Regions from separate parts of the Mus musculus genome. Here region 2 is linked to region 1. The links are chromatin contacts, called in public HiChIP or PLAC-seq maps. All regions are on one chromosome and are shown on one strand. The core of a region is the stretch at or near the end of the contact, and the rest is flanking DNA. Distances in the headings are between cores, read along the strand shown. Region 1 overlaps Dock2 (dedicator of cyto-kinesis 2). Region 2 overlaps Dock2 (dedicator of cyto-kinesis 2).

The links. HiChIP or PLAC-seq counts read pairs in DNA pulled down with a chosen protein or histone mark.
Region 2: an H3K27ac HiChIP or PLAC-seq map of microglia shows a contact between it and region 1, with 6 times the contacts expected there. The contact joins two enhancer-like sites. A contact is called at or near these places in 8 of 39 promoter capture datasets (HPC-7-derived erythroid cells, embryonic stem cells, maxillary cranial neural crest and 2 more) and 7 of 115 datasets of contacts at active chromatin or transcription factors (acute myeloid leukemia, double positive thymocytes, effector CD8 T cells and 4 more).

Annotation. Positions count from the first base shown.
Region 1 is chr11:34,387,122-34,392,479 of GRCm38.p6, forward strand. All of the region lies in intron 27 of Dock2 (dedicator of cyto-kinesis 2), which reads right to left. All of the region lies in intron 1 of Insyn2b (inhibitory synaptic factor family member 2B), which reads left to right. Among named protein-coding and RNA genes, the nearest start is that of Insyn2b, 75 kb to the left of the region's middle. Within about 2 kb of position 2,575, at least 33 of the 459 cell types and tissues checked have an H3K27ac peak or open chromatin away from gene starts, as enhancers often do. A contact at or near this core is called in acute myeloid leukemia and microglia, where this site is marked.
Region 2 is chr11:34,768,879-34,774,236 of GRCm38.p6, forward strand. All of the region lies in intron 1 of Dock2 (dedicator of cyto-kinesis 2), which reads right to left. Among named protein-coding and RNA genes, the nearest start is that of Dock2, 12 kb to the right of the region's middle. Within about 2 kb of position 2,938, at least 146 of the 459 cell types and tissues checked have an H3K27ac peak or open chromatin away from gene starts, as enhancers often do. A contact at or near this core is called in acute myeloid leukemia and microglia, where this site is marked.

The sequences.
Region 1 (5,358 bases), core at 1,325-3,824:
CTTAGATAAGGTTTGAACCAAGACCTACCATACCTAGCTCTAAGATTCCAGGCGCTTTTGTTGAAATGGCCATTATAACACTGATGCTTCTTCCCTCACCCTCAGGGCTGCTCATCCCTGTTTCGCATTGGAGAACCAAAGCCTGCCATCTAGAAACCATGGCTACCTGCTTGATGGATAAAGTTTTATTGAAACATTCTGTGTTCATTCACTGACACTTTGTCCTTGACTTTCATGCTACCATGGCAGTTCAGACAGAGAACACAGGGCCTACAAAACTACAAATGTTGACTATCTCAACTCCTGCAGAAATAGCTTGCTGACTCCTAATGGAGTAAATAAGACAAATTCCATGCTGAAAGTTTAGTTTTCATTGTCTCATTTAGCTCAAAGTGTGTGTGTGTGTGTGTGTGTGTGTGTGTGTGTGTGTGTGTGTGTGTGTGTTTGTGCCTTGTGTTTGAACTCCTTTCAATCCCGTTTTACAAAGAAGAAAACTGATACTTGAAAATTTGTAATAGGTTGGCCAAGGCCACACACCTAGTAAATGACAGCTAGAGGTTAAACTAGCCCCCGAAACCTGCTTCTAAGCACATGGCATTTCTCTCTGCCATGGGCCTGGCAGCACATAGGCACTGGGTACATAATACTGAGTCAGGAATAGCTCTGCCCATGAGGAAGCCTGTGAGGGAGGTGATGCCAGGCCAGTTAGTATGTGCCTGGGTACAGCAGAGCTAGGGTAGGATTGTGGGAGCCCTGGGGTCACACTTGTCCAGGACGTTTTAAATAGTAGCAGACCTGCCAGAGATGCTGCCTGCAGCTAGGACTCATGGGAGAAGCAACATATTAGAAGATGGGCAGCAGATAACACTATCACGTCTCACTGGAGACTGCTTCTCTAACTGTACTGTGGACCTTGGTGTATTTCATTATGAATAATAATTTTTAAAGTGATATAGAAGAAGCTTTAGACAGCCTTTCCTTGGCCTCTAAGGGGACCTTTCTGTAGTGAATTGTTTTTGTCAAAGATGTGAATCCACATTCAAGGGTGGAAGACATGTTCCCCTCAGAGACAAGAGGAAAAATGTATCTCCGTTCTCCTGGACAGTACAGTAAGCATCCTCCCATGGCACTGCCTTCCAAAGGAAGGTTTGCAAAAATGGGATGCTCCCTACCATGGGCTGGTGTTGGATCACCCCTGGGAGACATTTTGGCTTTTGCTGGAATTCCGTTTGACTGCTGAGGCCCTCAGTCTTCAGGCTGTAGTTCTCTGGAGACATCTAAGGGTGACCTTCCTCCCCACTCCTGGTCATCCCCTTTGTTCACACCTGAGTGACAGAACGTGCATTCCTTCATTTACTGTCTGTCGCTCTGGTCCTTCCTCAGATCTCCTCAAAACTTATCCTCTCAGAGTTTGGGTCTAAAAATCTTAGATCTGTGAAAATGTTTGTGATCTATATACTTAGGACAGTCGCTCTCAGACCTCAAGGTCACAAAAGAAGGGTGCTCTTCTTTATTGTGGAATACACTTCCCAGAACTGAGGGATGGCAAGGATGGTTCCCCTCTCAGTCGCCTTCCTAGGAAGATCAGAACAAATTCTATGCTTCTTTCCAACGTCACTTCTTACTTCCTAGCTCCAGTCATTCTAGTCATTTTGGGTTTTAATTTGTGTTTTCTTCTATGTCATCTTACATGTCCACTTCTGTGTCATCAATGCCCACACCCTCTGTGTCCTTTACAGATAGGAAGGAAACATCCCTTGGTTGCTTGTCTCCCACTGATCCTGAAGACAATGCCACCAAGAGTAGTGAAAATAGCCACCAAATTGTATTACGTGCTTCTGACCCGATGGGTACTTTTCTGAAGACTTTCTGGGTGTGACCCTTTGTTTAAAGCTCTCTGGTGGGTTCTGAAGAAATAGTCCTAGCCATGTATCAAGATGGGAAAATCAAAGCACATGGAGCTTAAGCGATTTACCCTCCAAAATGGATGTGGAATTCAGCAGGGCCAGCGTGGAATCCTAGGTAGTTGGTGCTCAGAACAAAGATTTCTGGTCTTCACCACCTAAACCCATAGACCTCTGTTGTACTTTAGGGGTACTTGGTAGTTCAGATGAAGCAAGTCATTCGCAGAAGATCTGGACACAAGAGAGTCTGCACCTCTCTCTTGAAAAGGCTGCTTTGAGTTGCTGGAGTTGCTGGAGTACTATCCGGCGTCCATGGTGTCTGGCTTCCCCACCAACTGTCCAAAGTGCTGGGGATCGTCTGCCAATTTCTATGTCCCTAGGTAGTCAGTGGGCTCAGATCAGCTCTGAAAACAGAGAAGCCACCCCCAGCCAACAGCCTAGCCGGAACTGTGGCAGGTAGCCACCACCTGGCTCAATGCAGAACCACTCATTTTAAAGTCCCTACCGAGGCAACACAAGTTGGGTAGGGCTAGGGGTGAGAGGAGACAAGGGACAATTCTTAGGCCAGAAAACAGGAAGAAAGGAAGCGAGCTAGCAGTCCTCACAACCTACTGTGTGCCAGACACTGCTTCTGGGAGCCAAATGAGGAAGCTAGGCCAACAGATATAAGCACTTGAGCCACTCTGCAAGGTTTGGTATGAGCACAGGACTTCCTCCTGAGGGACAAATCTCACCAAGTTAGTCAGAGGTTGTCACTCAAGGAGATAGGTTGTAAATAGGGTAATTGGTGTAACTAGAGATATAGAGGAAAGGTAAAGGCCTGTGGTTGCTGACTAGAGTGGCAAACATTGAAGGGCTACAAGCCTTGTATGTAATACTATTGCCCAAGATAGAGAGGAAGATCAAGGCATACCAGCAGATTGATATCCCACACACACCAGTCAGGGTAGAAGGCAGTCAGGTGGGTCTGGTTAGGATTGAGAAACACCTACCCTCCATTCCCAGATATGTCACCAGCATGTAGCCTTTCTCCTTCTCCTGTCCTTGGGGCTAACCTAGATTACTGACAGTAGCCACTGTCTGGCTTGCTCTGCTCACATGGCCTTCTTTTTGCAAGAAGACAGAGCAGGGGAGGGGGCAGGGGATGAGAGCTTAAAAAAAAAAACAAAACTCTTCAGTTTGACCCAAGCAGGACATCCTTGTTATTATGCAACCACCATGGACCCATCATGCAAGAGATAAAGAAGGGGCCGTGCCATCTGTGATTCACGTGAAAGACAGGTGGGGCTTCTCTTCTGAACTAGCACAGAGAACGTCTCACAGTGGCATGTCATTTCAGCTAGCAGAGAAGACTGCCTGCCAGGAGCCTGCCCCAGCACTGGTTCTCTCTGGAAGGGCAGAGAATGGGGAATGGGGGGTGATTGGGGTCATGCTGATAACAGATGGGGGTGCTGGAGACTGTGAGGGGGCGATTTATGGGGTCAATACTGCTGACAGAACAAAACTTAATTATCTGGGCCTGGCAAGAATGCCCAGCATGAAACTCTGCACTCTTTTAACTCTTAAGTGTAAGTTTAGACAGACAGACAGACAGACATTTGATAATTATTCCTGCTGGGAGCATCAGGTAACTAAGTAAGAAATTAATTGTTAGAGTTCCTGTCTGTATTGCCGTGGCCAGGTAAGAAGCTTGGACCCATTAACTCTTCATGAACTAGGAAGAAAAGAGAAGAAAAGACAGAAAATATTCTATGCAGGCAATATGCACACACACACACACACACACACACACACACACACACACACACACACACACAAAAGCCAGGTCTGACCACTTTTCTCATCAGCTCCACAAGTGTTCTTGCATGCATGCATACATACATACAAACATATCCATGGCAAACATGGCAAATATATAGACACACACACATTTGGTGGATGGATGGATTGAGCCCCAGAGCCACACTTTATTCCTTCTCTCTGGCCCTCTTATGCCTTCTTAGACAAAAGTTCTTTAGAACATTACCTTATAGATAAAATATTACATAAAAGGGGAGTTACAGAAGGATGCTGATATTAACTTCAAAGCAGCGTTTCATTATAAGTTCAAAGCTACAAATTCGCATGGTCTCACTTTATCAGAGTGCACACCTGTGGCTTCATCCTTGGATCTGACCTATAATGAATGTTTTTCCTTGATCACAAATTTGTCCCAGGCTTATTTGTCTTTTTAGTGTAATTGTGAACGCTCAGTGCATTCCTTATTATTCAGCCTTCATCTACTATCTTATGAAAAGTGGGTACACTCTATTCTTGATTCTAACTTTATTATATCCTTTTGGCAAAACAACTAAAATCATCTCTTAAAATATTCTTCCTAAAATTATTTGAATTAAACCAGGAATTCTATAACCGCATTAATTCATGGAAGTTAATCTTTATGTTGATCTGCAGGAAATCTGCCCAATAGGGTGGGCTAATACCCAGGAATCATTAGACTGTGTAATAGTGACAGGAAAAGGAGTATCAGTTGCAAGAAGCAATCCTGAGATGAAGTCTTTTGGGACTTTGCCTCTCAGTTCACTCATCTTAGGCCACGCCCCCCCAAAAAAGGTGGGCCACCACCAAGAAAGTCACCTTCTAGCCTTAACCTCTCCTAGATGGCTCCTGACAGAAGACTACTAAGGAATGAGAGAGGGGCGAGGGAGAGGGGAAAGAGAGAGGGGGAAGGGGGAAGGAAGGAAGGAAGGAAGGAAGGAAGGAAGGAAGGAAGGAAGGAAGGAAGGAAGGAAGGAAGGAAGGAAGGAAGGAAGGAAGCAGATCAAAAGAAGGCAGAGATATTCTTGGTTCCTCAGGAATCACAAGGCTAGGGATACCCATAGCAGTCCTCTCCTCTGACGCTTTATTTCCTTGCTGTTCTGACTGGTATTTGAGGTTAGCCAAAACTCTCAATACAGCTTTTCAGATTCAGGTCTAACACACACCAGTGAAATGAACAGCAGCCACTAAGTTCAGCATCTGCTCTGTGGCACATGTGATACAGGCACACTATTGGCCCTCTCAGAAACAAAGTGTGGCTCTTTAATGACACCAGAGCCCTGTGCTTCTGCCAACTGCTGGCTGCCCTGAGTTCTCTGTTCTTCTGGGATGAGCTCTGACCGTAAATTCCCCCCTTCCTTCCTCTTGTGAAAATTCCGCAGTGTAGGCAGGCATCCAGAGGAGAGAAGAATCATTGCAGTTCCTGGTAGCACTCTGCAGTATCACCGTGGATGGCACACTGCAGAATGCATGGCTGTTTGCTCTTACTCTCCACCAGGTATGCAGTGATATTCTGTCAGGGGAAGGGGTCCCTGCAGAGCCCAGTGCAGCCTTTCTGCTGATTCTTCAATGGGTACTCAGCTTCCTCCAGCTCCTACGGAAGTTCCCAGATCTAATCACATTTTGCATCTCTTGT
Region 2 (5,358 bases), core at 1,688-4,187, 380 kb after region 1:
GAAAAACACACTTAGTACAAGGAACGAGACCCAAAGAACCATGAATGTTTTTCTATGTTCCATTTATACAAAAGATCGGAAAGAGAAACACAGAGATGCCAACAGCTAAATGGTCACTGGACCAGAACGAGGGGTTACTGCTTAATGGCTACTAGAATCATGGTTGTAGAAATGCAATCTTGTACAGCTAGGCATTGGAGACATAGCTGTGCTACTGAACTATGCGACTTAGCGTGGTTAAAACAGCAAGCTGAGAATTCATGTGTTTAGTCAGAATTACCAAGAAATATCTGTGCACCGAGCACCTGAAGTGAGGGGAGGTGCTGCTAGGATGGAGAGGTGAACAGGATGGGGAGCTGGTGAACAGGATGGGGAGAAGAATGTTTGGCCTCAGGGAGCCAGAGACAAGAGAGGTGCCGGCCATAGATGGAACATGCGCTCAGTGATGTACAGTCATTGGCAGCCTGGAGGGGAATCAGGCAGGATGGCCTCCACAGCATGACAGGAGCAACAGGCCCATCTGCAGTGACAAGGATGAAATAGGCAGTCCAACCTCCGGAAGCCCGGGTCATTATAGAACATCAGTTATCCCCAGCATATGGGGTGAGTGGAGGCTTCCTGAGGTGCAGAATCCATGCCCTCACAGCTCTGCTCTCCTTTTAAGCAGGAAGGAGAGTGCCCAGGGCCCTTTCACATGTGGGCAGTGAGCCCTGTAGACAGTGGGTCTGTTCCCAGGAGCCTCCTTCCTGCCTTGGCAGCTGCCAGCAGCAGGCCAGACTTCCTCTCTGTGTCTTAAGGTAGGCATCATTGTGCCAGCTCTGACCACAATGAAAGGCATCTGGGGAACCAAGGGAGTAAATTACACTTTACACAGGTTGTTAGGGTTCCTGGAGAGAAACTGTATGTAACCAGGCCTCACCTGGGAGTGCAGACCGACAGTAATCCTGACAGAACCAATGTTCTTTGGACATTCGCCTTGGACTAGACATTGTTCAAAGCTCTCTCCTCTTATGTGTTTATAATCCTCAGAGCACTGCTTCCAAGTACAAAGAATAGTGTCCATATGCCAAGCGATGAACAGAGAGGCTAGTAAAGTTACCTAATCTCACACAGTGCCTGAGCTGGGCATAACATGTGCTTGCCCCTGTGCACACCCTGCGAGAAGCAGCTGTAGGCTTTGTATAGATTATTCTGCGTCACAGACAACCCCCTCCCAACTCATCTCCTTTCTCTCCTCTCTCCCTCTTCAGCCTCCCATCTCTCTAACATATGTCGCCCTAAACTCATCAAAGAAAGCCCGGTGACGCGGAAGGACGGTAGCTCTGCCTTTTAGTTGAGTGTGACCTTGGGTGAATATCTGCACTTCTCTAGTGTGCTAATGGTATCTTTCAAACAATGTTATTAGGATACTAAACTGGGTCTGGTGCAAGGTGTACCCTATGGTGTACCCTAACCTCCAGATGAGAGTATTCTCAGGGATGGAAATTTCCTGGGAGGTGGTGACGCTTAGAAAGCATGAGGCAGGGTCTCAGATCCCACCTCAAGAGTTCAGTCCTGTCGTTCACTGGCCCTGGCCTCAAGCACCAGGTCTCAGTTGGTGCCCTGCACAAGGCTAAGAGAGGAACCTAGCTAGGGTCTGCCTGCCTGAGTGTGTGTATCCTACACTTGTCTTTCTGTAATCCAGACGGCCTACACTGAATAGTAGACTCCATCTTCCTGGGCCTCAGCATCTCCAGCTCCCACTGAAGGGCAGTAGGATGGCCCTCTCTGGCCCATTATATCTGTAGCTGATCCTTAGACCTGTGCTATCTGAGCCCAGGCACTCAGAAGAGCAAGCTAACTGTGATTCACTAGCTCTTACTAACCATTTCTGAGACTTCCTGTTTCCTCTAAGTAACCTAGAAATTGAGACAACACCCAGCCATTTAAAAAAACAAAAAACAAAAAAACCAAGGCATCCGAACTCCAGATGAACAAAACACCACCTGCAATCTAACACTCCCCTGACCCCTCATGACACCTGGGAGTACGTTTTAGCATGCTTCCTCATTTGCAGTTCCAGTTGGCCACGATTCCACATGGCCATCCTTGTTCTCAATGAAGATGATTTTATTCTCTGTCAAAAGATTCCAAAAAGACCCACCCGATATTAATCATGAAAGGCTGGACTGTCTGCAGGATCAACACCCAGCCACAGTCAGAGCTCAATCAATGTGAGCCACATTTCTTTTTTAAGCAGTATTACAAGATCTCCAAAAGCCAGCTACTCAGAGAGCCACTAACTCCTTGCAAGCTTCATGTCACCTTTAACCCCACTTCCCAGCCGTTTGCAGGCAGTGGCACGGAGGGGTCACCGTTGAGTGAAGTTTGTCTTTGTCTAAGAGCAAGTCTGGAGAGAGCCCCAGGGCTCAGGGCTCTCTTCTGCATAACCCAGCGGTTTCTCCATTCCCTCTGCACGTGACCTGGCTTACAGTCTTCTCCCGCCACTGGCTGCTGGTGCTTGGACACATGCCAGTGTGCTAGTGTCCTTGCTAAGCAGGTTCTGCACTGACTCTCTGCTCCTCCAAGCCAGAGGTTGGCCTCAGGACTTGGCCTTGGGGCTGACGGGACTGCAAGATCAACTGTGGTTTCCACAGAAGGAAACCACCCAGATAGGGCGTTGCCTATGCAGCAAATCAGGTCAGCACACATCACACTTGGAGGGCAGCAGGGTATACTGAGTTTTGCTCAGTCTCCCATGGCTTTTGACCGGAGTCCTTTCCCTCACACCCTGCCCACTCATGTCAGGCAAGAGAGTTCAAATCTGTCAGCTTAAGATGTCTCGGGAACATTTTGTAACTGTGCCTCCGCTGAAATGTATGTATCTGTTCCAAGGACTCGCTGGTTGTAAATACGAAAGTAACTGATAACTGCTTATAAGCCCATCCTCCCTTTGCCTGAGGACCTCTGTTCTCAAAGCTTGTTTGCTAGGGTAAAACAGACTAAGGAAGTGACTCTGCTCACCAGAGTACCTGCTTCTGTTATTTTGTCTAAATTACCAAAAGGAAACTCTAGGGCAGAATTCCACCCTTTGCTGAGTGTGATTGCTTATCTCTGACCCTCTATTTGTCTCTGACCAGGCTGAGGGAGGGTCCTTGTTCACTCTCTGTAAGGAACATCCCCTACCAGCAATTTAAGTATACAATGGAAAAGGCAGAAAATCATCTGCAACGGGAGCTGGTGGCATGGTTTGATGGGTAAAGGTCTCTACTGTCAAACCTCATAACCTGAGTTCTGTTTCCCAGGACTCACATAGCAAAAGGAAAGAACCAACTCTCACAAGATATTATCTGACCTCCACACTAGAACCTTGGCATCAATACACACACAGTAAACAAACAAATATGGACAAAAAAAATGGCTTTCAGAATGAGAGCCATTGAAATCACGACCATGAGATAGGCAAATGGGAGAGTTTACTCATAACCTTGGTCCTCAGCCAACTTACAGCCAGCATCCCATTATAGCCTCCTCATCAAAGATGCTCCCATCTCCCATCTCAGGTGCCTAGCTCCACACAAAGGACTTGAACATCTCTTGCGTCAAGTGCTACACCCAGGAACATCAGCAGTGAAAACTCAATGAGAACCCATGAAGACATTGTTCTCACAGCCAAGGATCAAAGAGGCATTCCAAGGACTGCAACCACCTGAGGCTGGCTCCAGCAAGGACACACGTAGAAATCCCAAACTAGTAATCCTCAAAACAGCTGTTGTGAGGCTATAATGGGATGCCTATCAACCCTGGAAACTGAACCATCCAGGGAGAGTCTTGGAGCTTGGGCTCCAGGGCTGCACATCCCTGTGTCATCTTTAGTGAATCAAAGTGACCCCACCCAGTGAACAGGAATCAGGCTGGGCCCCCAACTATGAGTTCTCTAGTCCAGAGGTCCTCAGTTTGGGACTATTTTCCCTCTGGTGATACTTATCTTTGCCCTAATTTGGGGCCAGGTAGAAGGCTGAATGTTCTTTCTAATAGTAGAGGCCCGACAACCTGCTTAACCATCTGTTATGGCTCACACATGGACTGAGTTTGTACCACAGTGGCTCAGGAATTGGAGGTGGGCCTCAGAGTGGCAACACCAGGAAATGGTAGAACCTCCAAGAGGCTGAGCCCAGTGGACGCTGGTCAGGTCATCAGGGTATGGCTTTTGGAAATGAGATTCGTTTATTTCCCCCAGAGAAAGGTGTTATAAAAAGAAGTAGAAAGCTACTTCCCAGTCTCTGGCTTTTCTGGCTCTCATCTCCACTCTTACCACAGTAGCACAGATAGCCCTGAAGTCCTCACCTGCTACTGAATAGGCAAAGTCAACGATCAGTCTCAGATCTTCAACCACTAAAGCTGTGACCTAAGTAAACCTCTTTTCTTTGTTAAGTATTCTGCTTTGGGTACTTTGTTATAGCAACAGAAGATGGATTGACACTCCACTGTATAATTGAAGAGAGAGATCTATATCAAAGAATCATGTCCTACTCACAGTATCAGCTGGAGCAAAGTGAGTAAGTCCTGCTTAGAATGATGTGGGTGTTTTCCATAGCGCGCACGCGCACACACACATGTGCATGCATGTGCACATTCTTACATTCACATATACACTGTGGAGTTAGAAAGAATGAAGACAACCACATAACCTCAAAACCTCGGCAATCTGATGAATCCTTCAGGTCAGAGGACTAAATGGCTCTTGTTCTCTGGAACCCTCTGAAATCTGGTAGCAGAGTCACACAAAAGAGAAACAAGGAGCAGCCTGAACTCTGTGGTGCCAAGTTGCCGGGCACAGCAGCTGTGGCCTCTCAGAGAGCTAGAAAGGTCCTGTGAAGGAAGTGAGACTAGAAGGAGAGGGTGGAGAAGAGCGGGGGTGGGGGCCAAGGAGCAGAAGAAGAGCAGTGGGAGGGGTGGGAAGGGTGGGGAGTGCGGGGGAGGAGTCAACAGCGTGACCTGTGAGGACACAGCAGGGCCATCTCAGTGGATGTCCAGGGTGTGAACAAGTGGGATTGGCCCAGTGGCTGACTGAAAGGGTCACCATCAGGAAAGGACTTGAAGAGCTATGGTGCTTTCATAGGGCTCAGCCTCTTGGAAGGAAAGGAGTAGGGTGAGAAGATGGAGGCTGGATGGAGTAACTCAGTTCATCTGAACCTTGTAAGGCTCAGAAATGGGAAAACTTCAAGTTCTACCTCCCTGGTTCCTCCCTCATCTACCCATCCATTTATCCATTCATCCATCTATTCACCCATGCACTCATCCATCTATTTATCCTTCCAGCCACACATCCTTCCATCCAATCAACAACAACTAAAGAAGCATGTTACCCAACGACCC